Regions from separate parts of the Ovis aries genome. Here regions 1 and 3 are each linked to region 2. A link is a contact called in public Hi-C data. All regions are on one chromosome and are shown on one strand. The core of a region is the stretch at or near the end of the contact, and the rest is flanking DNA. Distances in the headings are between cores, read along the strand shown. Region 1 has its middle 13 kb from the start of CLEC2L. Region 2 overlaps TBXAS1 (thromboxane A synthase 1). Region 3 overlaps HIPK2 (homeodomain interacting protein kinase 2).

What was found. A called contact is a pair of places that touch in the nucleus more often than the background predicts.
Region 1: a contact with region 2 is called in a Hi-C map of hypothalamus, with 2.6 times the contacts expected there. The contact joins two enhancer-like sites. A contact is called at or near these places in 2 of 16 Hi-C or Micro-C datasets (hypothalamus and liver).
Region 3: a contact with region 2 is called in a Hi-C map of hypothalamus, with 7 times the contacts expected there. The contact joins two enhancer-like sites. A contact is called at or near these places in 5 of 16 Hi-C or Micro-C datasets (blood, hypothalamus, liver and 2 more).

What each region holds. Positions count from the first base shown.
Region 1 is chr4:104,427,596-104,431,599 of ARS-UI_Ramb_v3.0, reverse strand. No RefSeq gene overlaps it. Among named protein-coding and RNA genes, the nearest start is that of CLEC2L, 13 kb to the left of the region's middle. Within about 2 kb of position 2,654, at least 15 of the 54 cell types and tissues checked have an H3K27ac peak or open chromatin away from gene starts, as enhancers often do. A contact at or near this core is called in hypothalamus and liver, where this site is marked.
Region 2 is chr4:104,881,428-104,885,433 of ARS-UI_Ramb_v3.0, reverse strand. The region is part of intron 8 of TBXAS1 (thromboxane A synthase 1); the gene reads right to left. Among named protein-coding and RNA genes, the nearest start is that of PARP12, 63 kb to the left of the region's middle. Within about 2 kb of position 1,578, at least 10 of the 54 cell types and tissues checked have an H3K27ac peak or open chromatin away from gene starts, as enhancers often do. A contact at or near this core is called in hypothalamus and liver, where this site is marked.
Region 3 is chr4:104,523,470-104,527,098 of ARS-UI_Ramb_v3.0, reverse strand. It overlaps HIPK2 (homeodomain interacting protein kinase 2), which reads left to right. Exons shown (of 15, transcript XM_027968868.3): 8 at 1,355-1,481; 9 at 2,556-2,677. Among named protein-coding and RNA genes, the nearest start is that of CLEC2L, 83 kb to the right of the region's middle. Within about 2 kb of position 1,783, at least 10 of the 54 cell types and tissues checked have an H3K27ac peak or open chromatin away from gene starts, as enhancers often do. A contact at or near this core is called in hypothalamus, where this site is marked.

The DNA of each region.
Region 1 (4,004 bases), core at 1,405-3,904, 450 kb after region 2:
TTGTTACAGGAGTAGGCGGGTGGAGGGGGACTGTCTTGTGCAATGTAGCATGCGTAATGACAGCATGAAATGAAAGTGAAATTTAATCACTCAGTCATGCCTGACTCTTTGCAACCCCATGGACGGTAGCCCGCCAGGCTCCTCTGTTCACAGAATTCACCAGGCAAGAATACTGGACTGGATTGCCATTTCCTTCTCCAGAGGATCTTCCCAACCCAGGGACTGAACCCGGGTTAGGTTCAGTGTCTCCTGCATTGCAGGCAGATTCTTTACCATTTGAGATACAGGGAAGCCCTGACACCATTCAGTTCAGTTTAGTTCAGTGGTTCAGTCGTGTCCAACTCTTTGCGACCCCATGAACTGCGGCACACCAGGCCTCCCTGTCCATCACCAACTCCTGGAGTCCACTCAAACCCATGTCCATCAAGTCGATGATGCCATCCAACCATCTCATCCTCTGTGGTCCCCTTTTCCTCCTGCCCTCAATCTTTCCCAGCATCAGGGTCTTTTCCAGTGAGTCAGCTCTTCACATCAGGTGGCCAAAGTATTGGAGTTTCAGCTTTAGTATCAGTCCTTCCAGTGAATATTCAGGACCAATTTCCTTTAGGATGGACTGGTTGGATTTCCTTGCAGTCCAAGGGACTCTCAAGAGTCTTCTCCAACACCACAGTTCAAAAGCATCAATTTGGTGTCTGTCTATCCACTAGATGTCACTAGCGCGCGCACGCACACACACACACACACAGTTGTGACAGTCATTAAATTCTCTAGAGCCAGTCCCATGTTTGAACAGTTGAAGATTTAAGAAGCCCCTGAGAAACAGGTCTCTTGAAGACAAAGCAGCTGCTGCGGACTTTTTCCCCAACCATGTGAACTGTTTTGGACTCTCGGCAGTTCCTATGAGATGTTTTCCCTCACCCAGACCAGAAGCCCGAATTTGGCAACCGTGGGGCACAGTGAATAGCCAATAGGGAAGGGGAGTGCCCTCTGGGGGCTGGAAGCCAAACAAGAAACCCATAACTCGGTTTCTGGAGCAGCAGCTGTGGTGGCAGGGAACACTTCTAGAGAACTGAAAGTTCCGGGGCAGCTCTGCCCAAAGAGAGGTGGAGCAAGAAAGCCTGCGTGAAGGGGCTGGTTGGAGACTGGAGACTTGCAGGCCTCTTCCTGGGCTTCCGGAGTGGATGCTGTAGTGGGGGGAGGGGTAGGCAATAAACCTTCCCCGGGTGGGGTAGTTTGCTATGAGGAGACTGAAGGAGAGAGGGTGGTGACTGTTGGTAGGTAGGGGGCGCTGTTTGAGGTGGGGTGATCAGGGCCCAACATCTCTCTGAGTAACTATCAACTATCAAAAAGAGGAACCTGGCATCTTATTGAGTGCTGAATTCCCTGAACTTACACAGCGTCCAGAACACAAGCCATCTTGGCACAAGCTTCCTGTGATTCGGCACAGACTAGCTTCGGCCCTAGTTGGGCTGTTAATTTACCACTGGGCTTGGGCAAATCACCTCCCTGCAGTAAAGCTCCGTTCCCCCTCGCCCTGAGGGAGTTGTTTTAGGACTGAAATGAAACATACACAAAATATATAGTACTGCAAATTAATATAAAGGGTGAAGATTTGAAAGTGGCCACTTCAAATATGCCCAGACAGCGTCCTTGTGGCTCAGTGGTAAAGAATCCGCCTGCAATGCAGCAAACACAGGTTCGATCCCCGAGGGGGGAAGATTCCCTGGAGGAGGAAATGGCAACCCATCCCAGTACTCTTGCCTGGGAAATCCCATGAATAGAGGAGCTTGGTGGGCATGTGTCCATGGGGGTCACAAAGAGTCGGACACAACTGAGCACCCTCGGACCAATTCCACAAGCTTCCAAACACACTGCAGAGCTTTCATTATTGTTGCTGTTGTTTGTTTTGGCGAAGTCGCTTCAGTTGTGTCCGACCCTTTGCAACCGTATAGACCGTAGCCCACCAGGCTCCCCTGTCCATGGGATTCTCTAGACAAGAATACTGGAATGGATTGCCAAGCCCTCCTCCAGGGGATCTTCCCGACCCAGGAATCGAACCTGCGTTTCTCACGTCTCCTGCGTCGGCAGGAAGGTTCTTTACAGCTAGCGCCACCTGGGAAGCCCGCTGTTGTTGTTGTTATTTAAAGTGTACAGTTGCGAGCCACCCTGGTTTTTCTAGGAACCTGCCCTGGGTCTGACCTTGCTGCGGTGCGCGGGCGCCACCTTGGCCGTCGCCTTGAGCCTGTGCCTTGGAGGCCGGTGCTCAGCCGTGAGTGTACTCTCCCCGTCTCGCAGGGCTCATGTCTTTGCCCTGAGATGATGCTTCACCTGAAAACAGCCTTTGTGGGGGGAAACTGGTCCCCAGCGGGTAACGCAAGTAACCACTCCGCGTGTGCGCACAGCTCCGGAGCCGCGGGAAGCTGGGCTGGAGCTTAAGCGCGCTCCTGGGGAAGGACATCACCCGCTCCCGGGGGGTCTGGGGGAGGAATTGCCCCCCCCGGAGCCACGCCCCCGGAGCCCCCGGGAGAATCTGAAAGCCACCACCTTCCGCCTGCACCGTCTTCCGTCTCGATTCCCTCCAGGGACCCCGCCTCGGCCGAGAGGCAGGCAGGCGGTGAGCGGCGCTGTTTCCAGCGATGTTTCCCTTTCCCTTAACGCAGGGTCGCCATCTAGCGATATCTAAGGGTATACTACCACGTTCTAACCTCGGGTGGCCGAAGTAAACCTGTGTAACGTTCCGATGAGTGCGGGAAAGTTCTGTGGAGGGGACTGGACCCCGTTCCAGAAGGCCTTGTTGGGGGCGGATGCGGGATGGCGCTTTCCTGCCCGACAACAACACGCGGCCTGGGGCCATCTCCGCGGGTGGAGGCGGGTCTGGTCCGAGCTCTGAGTCAGGCCTCCTGTTGAGGATGCCTCGCTCTTCAGCAGGACGGACCGGTGGCCCCACACAGGTCGGCTCAGAGCCACACTGCGCATAAGACCTCTCTGGGAGAATTCTGGCTCAGGATACCCCACTACTTGTCGGGACTGGGGAAAGGCGTTCTGGAGACCAGGGTGTCAGAGGGAGCACCACCAGGGTTAGCCTGAGTGCACCCTCCCTGAGTGCACCCCGGGTTAGAGACTCAGAAGACCTGGCGGGACCGACCTCCGAAGTTTCTGGACCGGCCTGGCCCTGAGCCACCTCATCCCCACCAGCCCACTTGCTCCAGAAAAATCTCAGGAGGCAAGTGGTTTCTGCAGCTCAGCAAACAATCAGGTGGAAAAGGACTCCAGTCTCCTCTTTTCAGACACCCCGCTTAGGGGTTTTCTTGCAGTCTTCAACTTGGCTTCATGGAGGGAAGGCACCACCCGCCTTTTAAGAGAATAGCTTCTCCCGACAAGCACTGAGCTCCCAAAGGCTGCTGACCTCCTTCCCTATTGGGGGCGTGTTGAGGGAGGAGGATGAGGAAAAGGGAAAGTTTTCAATAGGCACCACTCAGTCAGCCCTGTGGATAGGCTTGGTCTGATTGTTGGCCTCCTTGGACTTAAAATGTGGGCCACCCAGCACTTCTTACCCACATTTGGAGCCTTGGCTGCCATTCTTTATATATAAATATATGTATTTATTTATTTTTACTTACTTGGCTGTGCTGGGTCTTAGTTGCGGCATGTGCGTCTTTAGGTGCGGCACGTGGGATCTAGTTCCCTGACCAGGGATTGAACCCAAGCCCCCTGCACTGGGAGCTCCCAGTCTTAGTCACTGGACCACCAGGGAAGTCCCAGCTGTCATTCTTGAGCAACAGGCTGTCCCCGACCCATGTGGAACAAGTGCGTGAATAGAAGCAGATACGGTCTGAGAACCAAGAGAGCAATCAGAACGGCCATTCACGTTTGTGCAAGCTGCTCACTGAACACCCGACGCCTGGCCTGTTTGGAAGCCATTAGGACCTGGAATTCAGCTCTTACCTGATCGCAGAGCCATGTCACCTGGAGGAAAGGACGTATTTTTCAAAACCTCCTGCTCT
Region 2 (4,006 bases), core at 329-2,828:
TGCCGCAGGGTCTTGGGGTGCCATCCTGTAGGCGGGCTTGGTGGCTGGAAGTGGGGCCGAGATCCCAGGCTCCTGACTCTCTCAACTCATCTTGTACCCCCACACTCTGGGGGAACCTGGCGCACCCCCTCATCTTCCTTCCAATCTTGAGGACTTTGGTTTGTCTTTATCTCTTCTGGCCCATGAGTCACAAAATACTAGTTACGTAATTTCAGTGGTTCTGCATGTGAGTTAAATGCTCTGATATTACCATTTAAAAGTGGCATTGCGTGATCCAGAGATGAGTGGTAAAATTCACACTGATAATTTAAAATTTAGAGTTTTCTTTACTTAGACTGGTGTTAAATAGAAAATAAAACACACTGTGATAATTTGAGAGATGGGAGAAGAAAGGAAGAGCCTTTCTATGTACCGTTAACGGCACTTTCCCTTGCTTTTTTCCATTTGGCGTCAGGTTGGACAAATTACATAGTCAGCCCTGCAGGCCACCGTTGATTGGCTCACGAGTGGGGCTCTGACGTGAAAGTGTCTGCCTGGACTTTTGGACCTAGGCAGAGGAAAAAGGAGTTTTTCTCCAGCAGCTGGAAGCTGAACACAGGTGAGTCATGATCTCTTGGTGGCCATGTACCGCCATGCGGATTAATGAGCAGTAAACACGTTTGCCATGAGAAAGAAGCAATGAATTAGATGTGCAGAGAACCACAGGCAAAGGACAGAGTCCATTTCCTTGTGTCCTGTTTGCCATCTGCTCCTGGCAAGGAGCCCTGTGGGTGGCGTCTCAGTACCCTTCCAGCAAGTTCTCATTTTTGACCTAACTTAGTGACAGCCGAATTCTGTTATCTGCAAAGAAAGGAGTCTTAACAAATGCAGACATGTAAAAAGCCAAAACAGAACAGTGGTACTGTTCACCCAAATGTAGAACTATATCTCAAAAAAGAAAAGGAAACCAGACTTAGGAGTAGCATCCCTAGCAAGGCCATGGTATTGGTTACTCAACCAAAGTGTCTGGCCGGAAGCTGTCAGCACTCGGAAGGGAACTTTTTAAGATAGGCCAAGAGTAATTTGTATTGTGAGGTCAAGTCTTCATTTATTCTTTTCCCCATGAGCTTTTTTTTAAAAATCACTATTTCTTAGCTTTGGGCTCAAGATGCATACGGACATCAGCGTGTTGGCCCAGCAGTTCTTGACACGCTTGAACGTTAGACACAGCCCGGAGGCTTTTAGTTTATAAGGATGTTTGATCCCTGGCCCCTCAGGGGTTTGACTGTTGGTCCAGGGTGGGGCCTGGATGCTGGTGTCGTGCATGCAAGGGGGTGAGACCGCTGCAGACTATCTGACCTGCCCTAGTGATCTTTTCTGCATGGATGTACGGATGTGGTTGAAGGGGGGCGCTCAGGTCTCAGCTTTTTAACCAAACCCAGGCGAGGCAGTCCCCACCCACCCATTCAGACTCCCCTTCACCCCTTAGAACCTGGTTCCCACGCCGCACCACCGCCCACCCCCTCCCCACCCCCGCGCCGCGCCTCCTGGGGCGGAGGTGTCCTGAGCCAGCCCGGCCAGCAGAGGGCAGCAAGCGTATGGCAAATGGGGACTCCCCGGGAGGGAACCTGCGCTTCTGCTCAAACTGAACCCAAAAGGACCTCAGCAGTCTTGAATCCAAATTCTTCACAATAGAGACGAAAAACGTGAGAGGATGTCCGGGATTTAAAAACCAAAAAAGAAAATGGCAGAGTAGGGGAGGGCGGGGGAACCGAAATGACCGCCGTTGACACTTGTTGAAGCTGAGTGATGGGTACACAGGGGTTCACTTAGCTTTTCTTCCAACTTATATAGCTTAAAGTTTTCCTTCATAAGAAATTAAGGTAGTAGATAGAAATTTAAATAACAATAGAGCGTGGAACAGCCTATGTAAAGACTCTGAGATGCGTGAAAGAATCTGAAATGGTTGTGTTAGGCTGGCTGAGTGGGAGGGGGGCTGTTCTGGGATGTCTTGGAGGCTAGAGAGCAGAGCTCCAGGCACAGAAGACAGAAGGGCCTCTGTACAGGACACCCAGGTCTGGGGCAGACTTGAACGAAATGCAGCAGGCATGGATCATGGTGGGGGAAATGAAATGGAAGAGGTGGCATGTTTTTCTTTTCCATCTAGAAAAAAAAAAAGGACACATTAAAAAAATGGGGGTGGGGGGCTTCCCTGGTGTTCTAGTGGCTAAGACTCCACGCTCCTGACACAGGAGTTCCAGGTTCGATCCCTGGTCAGGGAACTAGGTCCCACATGTCTCAACTAAGACCCTGGGCAGCCAAATTAAAAAAAAAATTTTTTTTAATGGGGGTGGGAGTAGAATTTATTTGAAGTAAAAGAGAAAGAAAGGAAAGTTTAGTCAAGGAAGTGGTTTTCCTTGGAAGAAAAAGTTGGTGAGCTCGGCCCAGATGTTTAAATAGAAGCGAAGGCCTTGCAGGGAAGAGCCTGGGGAGCTGGGGCTGAGATTTGCACTAGTCAGCCCTGGGCTGTCCCCCTCGGCCGGCTCAGACCCTCTGTCTGCGCTGGCAAGGGCTGAGGGGGTCTGCTTGGCCTGGAGTGTTGGGGCACTTGCGGGGAGTGGGATCTGAGCAGAGTATTTTAAGCCAGGAAGCACTTTAAGCATTTGGGTTTCCAAGAGATAATGTTAAAACTGGATCCCCAAGGGTACCCACTCCCCTCAAAGCCTGTAACACAGGCCAGGTTACCAGAGTTAAGCACTGGGAGAGCCCTTACAATCAATCTGCCTCTCACCCCACGAGGATGCCCCTGCAGCCTCTCTGGCTGGCCTGGGCCAGGCCTCAGGGTGGTCATCCTGTCCCGCCAGGGATTCTGCCCTGCGTCCATTGCCCAGCAGCCCTGGCCTTGGGCCAGTCACCAAGGCAACATCAACATGTCTCCTGGTCTCTGAGTTTCAGGTCCTAATGTTTCCCCACCCATCTCTTGGAGCAGAGCCAACGAGATGGTAAAGGTGAAAGGTCTCTGGAAACTAAGGTACCAAACAGGCAGACAGGACTTCTGTTTAAACATAATATTCAGAGGCCAGGAGCACATTTCATCATGAGGCCTTCTGTTCTCCATGTTAAACTACCCTGGAAGGATGTGTCAAGGAGGAAAGCCATTCTACAATCTTACAGAATCCTGTTCAGTGGGCACCAGTTCTGCAAAACAAGTAACTGTACCCTTAGATGGGCTTCCCAGGTGGTGCTAGTGGTAAGAACCCACCTGCCAATGCAGGAGACGTAAGAGACATGGGTTCGATCCCTGGGTTGGGAAGATCCCCTGGAGGAGGGCACGGCAATCCACTCGAGTATGCTAACTTGGAGAATCCCATGGCAGAGGAGCCTGGAGGGCTATAGGCCATAGGGTTGCAAAGAGTCAGACATGACTGAAGGGACCTAGCATACACACACATACTCTTAGATGGTTGAAAATAAATATTTACTAACATTTAATATTGGGAAATATTGATTAAATCTTAAATATTGGGGGAAAATAGAAACAAAAACGTGAATGGAATCTTTGCCTTATGGTTTGCATTCTCAATCCAGAGTTCTTTCATTTTCAGAGAGATGTTTTCATCTACATTTGATTTTTCCATGGGCAATAACTGCTACTTTTATGTCTAAGTTGCTCAGTCTCTTGGTCTTTCTATCATTTAGTTTAGGCTCTGCAAACCAATATTTAAATGTGGTAGCTAAATCTGATAGGTGGCACAGTGGTGAAGAATCTACCTGTCAAAGCAGGAGATGCAAGACATGTGAGTTCAATCCCTGGGTCTAGAAGATCTCTGGAGGAGGAAATGGCAACCCATTCTAGTATTTTTGCCTGGGAAATTGCATGGACAGGGGAGCCTGGCGGGCTACAGTCCATGGGGTCACAAAGTATCAGACATGACTGAGAACAAGCAACACAAGGGAACTCTATGGGAAACTCTACTGATAAATAATTTTCAGTGGGAAATACTATCCTTGCCTGTTAACCTCACTT
Region 3 (3,629 bases), core at 534-3,033, 360 kb after region 2:
CATAAAATGTAAGTATAAAAGACATTTAAATGAGACTTTATCCTTTTCATCAAATCTGACATATATGCCTACCTTTCCTAAGGTCCTAATTTTGTATGTTTCCCAGTAGCCTTGTGGCTCTTGCCCTTTTTACTTTCTTAGTCCTTGTAGCCTCTAGTAGCAAAATCTCTCATAAACAAGATTGAAATTGAAGCCATGGGTTACTCCACCTATCTTACTAAAGGATCAGCACGAAGACTAAGATGGGGTGAAACTGGAGAATTCCCAATGTAGAATTCCTTTTCCTTCCATGGCCTTGCTTCACATGGAAGTTCAACCTCAAATGCTCTCTCTTTCTGAAAAAGAAAGGAGAGAGGACATAACTTCAGTGTCTGTCTAACCCATCTCCATTTAACTTAACCCATCTCAAGTTCTCTTGACGCCCTGGCATCTTCTCCTTGCCCTTTAACCTTAATTTCTGAATGCCAGCACGAGAATGCACCGAATTCCAACAAGCAACCCCAGCCTCAGCGCGTCCCTCTCCATCTCTGTTTCTGTAGCGTTATTTCTTCGCAGTAACTGTGCTCTGTGAACATCTAAGGGCATCTGAAAGTGCTACCCTTAGACCTGAGCAGAAGGGCTTGCTGCCCAGGCCCTCCCCGAGTGCGTGTGTTTCCCTCCATGTCAAGCTCCGGGAATCTGAGACCTGGGGCCTTGAGGAGCCACTTCCTAGTTTCATCCTCCCCAGTAAAGACCAAGTCCAAATACCTGCACCCAAAGGCCTTCAGGTTGTGGGACAGAGCTGGGGCCTGGAGAGAAGGCAGGCAGGCACTCGGCTCCATATTCCAGGGCCCAAGCCAAGGAATCCAGATTCAGACTCAAACCAAAGCCTTCCAGGTAGTTATGAAAGTGTTTATGTCTGAGTGGGAGGGCAGATCATAATTCTTTCTAGCCAGTCCTTAACTTTGCAGTATAGACTTGACATGCAGGCATCCCGTGTGCACTTGCAGGCCCTGCAAGTATTAGGAACAGGCCCTGAAAATATTAAGAACAGGCCCGAATCTAAGCATCAAAGGTGATTCTGTGTCCTGGGCTGCAGGTGCCTGCTTTCCCCTAAGTCTTTCCAACTGTATTTCCACTCCCGTTTTCGCTTTTTTTTTTTGGCTCGTGGTTTTCATTCATTCGTTTGCTCTTCTTTGAGTTCATTTATTTGATTTAGATCTGTCTCCCAGCATGCCATCTCCCTCATGTTTTATTTGTGTTTATTTTTGTCTAATCCCCACCAGTCCTGTAGGCTCCCACCTCCACCAGTGCCACCCTTTCCCTAGCCAATCCCGAGGTCTCCATACTAAACTACCAATCTGCACTCTGCCAGCCCTCAGCGGCATCCATGGCTGCGGTGGCCCAGCGGAGCATGCCCCTGCAGACGGGAGCCGCCCAGATCTGCGCCCGGCCCGACCCCTTCCAGCAAGCGCTCATCGTGTGTCCACCTGGCTTCCAAGGTAAGGCAGAGAGGACCCAGCCTCGCACCCGCTTCCACCAGGACCGCCTCTGCGGTGCTGGCCTCATGCTTTTCTGTCCTGCTGAAGCCCTCTTTGTTTCTTTCCGCGAGAGCCCTGGCATCACTGAACTTGAGGGCCCCCATCCTGTGGCAGCCAACCTAGAAACAATGGACGTAGGCTTCTGCATCAAGTCCATTCCTTGTTATTCGCACCACCTGCCAGCGGTTTTGTCCTGGCTCAGCCACCATCTGTAAATCAGCACATTGTGCGCGCTCCCATTGTTATGCTGATGTCAGCCCTTGTGTTGCCTCCCGTGGAATAACCTCTGTGTGGATTATCTATAGCACACTGCCAACCTCTGACAGCGCACTAGTCCCCGTTCTTGTGAAGGGTATAAACCTCCCTGAAAAGTACTTCCTGGCCAGTGCCCCCCACCTCTGGCCAGGCACCCCGGCACTCTTCTCCTGAAAATTCTAAGCAAGAGTTGACCGGGTACGTCGTTATAGTTTACCTTGAAAACTCGAGAATTTGGTTCCGAAAACCCCCTGGTGTGAGTCTGTGTGGTTCAGTTTAAGTAAGTGCTGTTCCAGCAGCCTTACCCTCTCTCCCTGGCTTTGACCCAGTCAGATGTATCTTCACGACAAAGGCAGCTGTTTTCCTGCTGTAATTTGTCAGCATAACTGTTCCACTTTTGGCTTTAAAGACTCCTTAATTTGACTGAGTCTTTGAAAACATTCAAAAAGGTCATTTTGGGTTTTTTTTTTCCTAAGTTAGAGGGAATTCCCTGGTGTTCCAGTGGGTAGGACTCCATGCCTCCACTGATGAAGGCCTGGGTTCTATCCCTGGTCAGCAAACTAAGATCCCAACAAGCCATGTGGCATGGCCGAAGGAAAAAACACAAACTTTTTTTAAAGTTAAAAACTGAGGCAGGGAAGACTTCCAAAGGACCAGGCAGTGTCCGGTGGGGACTAGTGCAAAGGGAGGCTGAGGGCTGACAGCGGGCTAGGAAGGTCTCCTCATCCAGCGCTTCCCAGTTACTCAGCCCTTCTCCCCGTCACCCCTTGTCTGCTCTAGGATTGCAGGCCTCTCCCTCTAAACACGCTGGCTACTCTGTGCGAATGGAAAATGCCGTTCCCATCGTCACTCAAGCCCCAGGAGCCCAGCCTCTTCAGATCCAGCCAGGTCTGCTTGCCCAGGTAATTCTTTCTTTATTATCACTGCTGTTACCACGATCCATGTTAATGTTGTTCACAAAAGAGACATATCTCTGATAATTCCCTCCCTGGCAGTGAGTTAGATGCCTCAAGTCATTAGAATACATCAGTAATATTCCGAATGATCCCCAGGTGAATTACCCTCCTAACTATCTAGCTTACAGTTCCAAGAAGAAATTTAGACACAGGGGGAGTCTGGGGAAATTTATTATTATTATTGTCTCTTTGTAATGCAGATTAATATGAGAGACCTAGGTTTTAATCCTAACTCTACTAATAACTCTCTGTGACCCAAGGCAAGTCAGTTAGCATTTCCTTATTATAAATTGAAACTATTTTTTGAAAGCAGATTTGGAGATTCTCTGTTTCCTAGTTGAAAACCAGGATCACAGAGGCTTTGGGCTGGAACCTTCCTTATCTGTTCACATAGGTACTCTGGTAGATTCCTCAAATGAGATCACAGAGGTGAAACAGGTTGAAAATTTGTGACATGTTGTAAAAATTTTAGCCAACAAAGTGGTGTAATGATAATAAGTAATCAATCCTTAATGTCGCTTGAACATTAATAACAAATACACTTTCGTTGTGCTGAGCACCTCATGGTTGTTATGGATTTAATCCCCACAATATGGTATTTGTCTCCTTCTGGCAAACAAGCCACAGGCACTGGCTGAAAGTCACACAGCAGTTAGGTGACAGACCCACCACACAAGCCCAGGAAGGCTGACCCCAGCACATGTGTTTTAACCCGTCATTTGCTGTACTGTTTCTTCATCATGGTTTCTGAGGTTGGGGGTCAAGGATGGATTGACTGAAATGTTGTTAGTTTAAAGCACGTTTGTTTTTTAAATGAAGTTGGTTCCCAAAGACGCTTTATTTATAGTGTCTTTTCTTGAACAGAAGTTTGGGGGTTAATTTTAATGTAGTCAAATTG